Regions from separate parts of the Zea mays genome. Here region 1 is linked to region 2. A link is a contact called in public Hi-C data. All regions are on one chromosome and are shown on one strand. Each heading gives the region's core, a stretch centred on a gene start, on an enhancer-like site or on the middle of the called end of the contact. The rest is flanking DNA. Distances are from core to core; before and after follow the strand shown.

Region 1 (2,700 bases), core at 31-2,530, 240 kb before region 2:
GTGATGAGCACAACAAGGCTCATGAAGAACGCAGTCTTTGGGCGTATCCCATGGGCCTGGCTGAGGCCAACCTTTTGCATGAACACTGCCTGGCCCAAGAACATATTCAAGCAACCAAACATACTGGTCCATGGGATTTTTGAAACAAATGAGTTTTGCACGCTCGGACGCGCACCACCAATCACACGGATATTGAATTTCATGTACACATAAAGATCATATATACCAACTGGATCTTATCCTACACTTTCTCAATCTTTTTGTCAACTGATACCTTTTGAACTGAAGGAGAGGTCGCTGCCACCACTGTAATAGCTCAACATTTCACTCGATTTTGTAGTGTCTATTTAATTAACTCTTTAATTATATTGATATGTCCATAGACTTGTTTTAATCCGACTTTATTAAGAGGTCGAGAGGCATCTCCCCCGTCACGTGTACGCTGCATGCCACCTAGCTAGATATGCAACAAAGGAAGATTCTGACTGACTAGGAGGGCAACGAGATTTATTGATCAACGCTCGTTCTGTCTTATAGATACCTCCCGGAAAACTCCTCAGGGAGACAGAGAACACGATTGTTCTAAAACAGTAATGGTGCACATATTTTGCCCTCTTTCTCAAAACAAAAAATGTGAATGTTTCTTATTGATAATTAAGTATAAAATATAAAAATAGATAAACAGTGATGATGATCAAGTCACAATCAGAATCGCGAGATCGAATATTAAGGGGTACATTCCTTGGATGCTGGTTTTATCTCCATATTCAGCTCAATTAGTTGGGGCAAGTGAAGTCCTCCGGGCAAATCTTGCCGCAGTTGTTGAGGATGAGGTTGAGGCTAAGGGGCATATTGAGGTGGATGCCGAGGACGTTGGCCTTGATGGCGGTGCAGAGGCACAGTGCGACATCGAGGTCCACCAGCCCCTCCAGCAGTGGGCAGCATTGCTCGTGCTGGGGCAGGCCGACCTTGACGAGGCCTAGCACGTTGGCGCACACCTTGAGTTTGAGCGCGTCGATCGGGCAGCGGCCGTGGCTGTGCGACGACGGCGTCGGCACGACTGGCGGCGTTGGGACGACTGGGCCGGGACAGTAGGGTTCGCAGCCATTCGCGGCGGCAGCGAAGAGAAGGCCGAGGGCAAGGAAGAGCGCAACCTTGGGAGCCATTGGTGGTGACTGGTGATGGACTGTTACTAGCACGGTGTGAGCAGCTAGCAGTGAGTGCAGGAAGTGGTGCTTCAGTGCTGCGCTGCGTGCTCTTTGGGATGGTTTTCACAGGGTGTTTGGCTTGGTTTTTATAGCTGATGGATGGTGTGGAGGGAGATGCTTTCGTGCTTGGCGGCATTCGCACATGAATGCTCCAATGCATGTGTGTGTGTGATTCGATCGATCTGGTCATTGCATGGTTGTATCTGAACGCGCCAGTTATTAGCGGGAGATATGCCAATTGTTCCCCATGTGGAAATACAGAATCAAGTTGAGCAATCATGCTGAATTCACGTAACAAGAGCTATAGCTATAGCCCGTGATGGGTCAGGACTCCTGCCATGCATCTCGTGAGTTGCCAACTTATATATATTTACTACTTGACACGTTTTACTTAATTGCCTTACCGGTGTACATCATAAAGGGATATAAAAGGATCTATCACACTGATTATAACTTTACGAGGTAGAAAAAATCATATCGTAGACACTGAATTTTGGTAAATCTCAGGTTTACTTTTAATTTAGAGGTATGCGCTGTTGACCTGTAAATAGGTTAAGACGCTCTTCTTTCACATGTTTCGGTGTTCACTGAATGAATGTATGATCAACTTAAGCACCACTACTAGCTAGTAGCTAGCACACAATTGATTTTCGCTGGCACTTACGATTTTTAAATGGCAGTTTATAATATACATGCACTAGTAGAAATGAAAACTACGAGCCCATGGCTACTATAAACCATCAGTGCATGCAGATGTATCTTTACTAGCAGTTTTCTTAAGTCTATGGTGGTCAATAAAAAATCATGTATTTACTGACCTTTCATATAGACGATTGAACAAAACGCTACCCGCTTTCCGTTCTTGTTGATTCTGGTTGATTACTTCGTATTCACTGAATAAAAATCATGCAGATGTGTGTCGTGTGATTCTGGTTGATTATTTCGTTATTTTGCCTGCCGGTTGTGCTAGCAAGAACACCGATGTTCGTGCATGATCGGATCTGATGGAAGTTCTCCGCTAATTAATATACATTTAGTTGCGAAATGATGAAGAAGTGTGACTCTGAAATCATCAACCGATCGAGTCGGCTTGAAGTCGCATGTATGGGCAGTCCCACACTACTCCAGCTGGGTTGCATGTGACGATGTGTTCTCATACTATCACCCGTGACGCCTAGTCGTTGATCGCGAAGCAACCTTGCGTGGTTCGTGCCTGATATTTTGCAGTTCGCTGCCTGTGTGTGTGTTTGCTAGCGAACGCCGCAGAGCTAGCTCGGAGCGAACGCTACACCAAACCAACAGAAATTTCCTTGTATTTTTTTAGTGCCAGAAATCCAAACTGCCAAAGGATTAGTCAATTTTCGCTTGCTCTCTATATCTAGCGGCCATTATTGTTTGATAGTCATCTCTCAAGAAATACTTTCTAGACGATTTTTTCTTTTTTCTTGATGATTTTGGTTCATCGAGGAATTTATGCCCTGATGCGGTGGAT
Region 2 (2,700 bases), core at 42-2,541:
TTTGAGGTACTTGAGAGATTGTTTTATAATTTTTTTTTATCAAATTTTATAAAATTAGTCATTGTTGGAGTAATTTTTTCTACATAGAGTCATATGTTTTAATTTAAGACACCAGTTTTAGACATTGTTGGAGACGCTTTAATAGTATATATAACAAATCTTTAGATCTTCTAGGTATTAAGCTATCTTCAGCGGTTCTTATATTCCACCTTTTATTTTAAAATCCACTCTATAAAAAGTATTGTCTACCGTGCAACATGTTTTATGCGGCTACATAGCATAGAGATATACTGAGATGAGTAGATGACTAGGATATGAAACTCTGAAGTTTGCGGTACATAGATTGTGGATTACGCAGCAGGTACGTTCCATCTGAAATTCTGAATGGACTAGATCGAGAGGTCAGCCTTCGTTTGGAACGTGGAAAGTTCTCCAGTTTCAATGTACAATAATTTTTTTACGTGAGTACGTGTACGTGACACTTCACAGCCTTTTCTGCTATAAATAAAATAAAAAAGGACGATGGACCTGGTTCTGTCTGTGGGCCAGAAGAATTATTATATGGATCGTCCACTCTGCGAAGCATCAGGAGCTGAGGGGACAAAACACGATTGGCTTTTCAGGGCGACGCTTAAAATCTGTTCAGAGATACTATTCCGGTATTCGCCTATGCCAGCTGTTTGGTAGTAGGATCTAAAGTTTAGCCCGTGATATATTAAATATTTAAATATCTATTATAAATATTAGATGTAGTTTAATTATAAAACTAATTACACAAGTCAAGATTAAATGACGTGAGAATTTTTTTAACCCTAAGTAATTCATAATCAGTAAACATTATTATAGGTCACATGATCGAATCATGTATTAATTAAATTTAAAACTTGTTTTACCATTTAGTCCTCATCCATATAATTAGTTTTGTATTTAGATTATATTTAATACATCTAACTAGTATTTAAACATTCAATACCACTTGACTAAAAATTAATAGGGTGCACCAGCTTTTCCCTAATGTACTGCGCCTGCGTACCATGTAGTATTTGTTGCGGTGGACCGTACCATCAGCCATCACTACCAGTGTTGAAGGTACAAATCCAAAGGAACACATAAAAAGTAACTAAACTGCAGATATACCTTTTTTTGAGACGAAAAAAAATAGTTGACGACAGAGATTATGAGCTATAGTGGCTTTCGGAACGCAGATTTGATCATTTGAGCCAGATATATCCATGCACATGTTTTAATAGGAAATACCAGTAACACCCAACAACACCTACTTCCTCCTCCGGAATTGTGATTCTTGACCACAAAGTGGCAGATTTGACACATCTCGGTCCCCAACCTCACCTCGCTCCTTCCTTGCATATGCAAGCGGCAACGACAGGTTCGCAGAGCCCTAGAAAAGATTAGATCCCCATCTCCCACTGCCCATGCAGCAGTAAATCAAGGCAGGTGAAAAAAGGCATGTGAGCCGAGAGAGAAACAGGAAAGAAGACGGAAAAAAAAAGAAAGAAAGAAGCCGCTGGGGCTGTGCTGACGGCTGGCGCTACGGGCAGCCGTCTGCACCAGTATCCAGCCGCGAAAAAAATCAGAAGATCCGAGACGGAGTTCGACGAGGGGAGGCGCGACAAAGAAATATCCAACGGAAAGGTTTCCTTTTCTCCCTGTTTATTATGCGCAATAATCTCTCCTTTTATGTTTTCCTGTTTTATGTATGTATTAGAGCTTCTCCTGTTGCTTCGGTAGCTAGGAAGCGGTTGTTCTTCACGGAGACAACCAAAAGAAAAGGATAGGGAGATTTGGTTAGTTGCCAAATTAAGGTCGGTTTCGTGTTTATGCTTGTAAGCTGCTGAGGTAGGGTTAACAAACTTTGGTAAAATTGGATTGCGAGGTTCCTTTGGGTTGCGACGAACATGAATGTGATGCGATATCCTTTTTGCAGATGGAGGATCTGAATAAGTTTTATGCTTCTTTCTGGAAGCAGTCTAGCAGTTCACTTAGTAGCCTGCACTCTGTTCATGAGCATAAGCTGGTGAGGAGAATAGCTAGATTTTTTTCCTCCCATGTAAATTGCTCTATTTTTATCTTGCTAAAGTAAGGGTTTTTGGTGCCCCAGATGAACTTGGGTTCGAAGCGCAATCAAACCCAAGAAGTTTCCACCAACTACAATAAACGTAAATCGTTGTCCGGAATTGTGGAACTGAGTTCAGATGTTAGGAGTTCAATCCGGAGGAAATCTGATGCTTATCGCGAAGTGATTGACTTGGAGAAGCCATCGGTTTATGGTGATGCCGTGGAAGCTATCGGTTGCTCTGGCCTTGGCAACCTTGCCAACCAAAATGGCAAGTCTCAGGATGTTTCTCCACAGAACAACTCACTTGCAGAGTCTCTTCAGTTGTGTAGAGACTGGAAGACATCGCGCGTAAGTGTTGGTGAGTGTCTATTTAACCTTTGTGTCTTGTGCTAACATGTTTCAGAACTACTTAGATGCAAGCATGTTGCTGTTATCTTGTACGACCTATTTTATGACTATTGATTTCTCATGCATATGTGCCGATAAGTTGAGCCTTTGTTGAAAAACGGATGTAGAGCTCAATTAATGAATGCTTGATCAAGAGGATGCTATTGCCGCACTGTTTGTTCACTGTCATCAGACAGTTACATAGATAGCTAAAGTTGTTATGTATCTTCTGACTA

Evidence for each region. A called contact is a pair of places that touch in the nucleus more often than the background predicts.
Region 1: a contact with region 2 is called in a Hi-C map of leaf mesophyll, with 2.2 times the contacts expected there. The contact joins the promoter of LOC103638954 here to the promoter of LOC100275618 in region 2. A contact is called at or near these places in 2 of 25 Hi-C or Micro-C datasets (ear and leaf mesophyll).

Annotation. Positions count from the first base shown.
Region 1 is chr9:122,462,472-122,465,171 of Zm-B73-REFERENCE-NAM-5.0, reverse strand. It overlaps LOC103638954 (cortical cell-delineating protein-like), which reads right to left and starts at 1,280. Exons shown (of 1, transcript XM_008661740.2): 1 at 511-1,280. The coding sequence starts at 1,166. The coding sequence ends at 777.
Region 2 is chr9:122,222,102-122,224,801 of Zm-B73-REFERENCE-NAM-5.0, reverse strand. LOC100275618 reads left to right here and starts at 1,291. Exons shown (of 4, transcript NM_001149666.2): 1 at 1,291-1,653; 2 at 1,946-2,035; 3 at 2,120-2,435. The coding sequence starts at 1,946.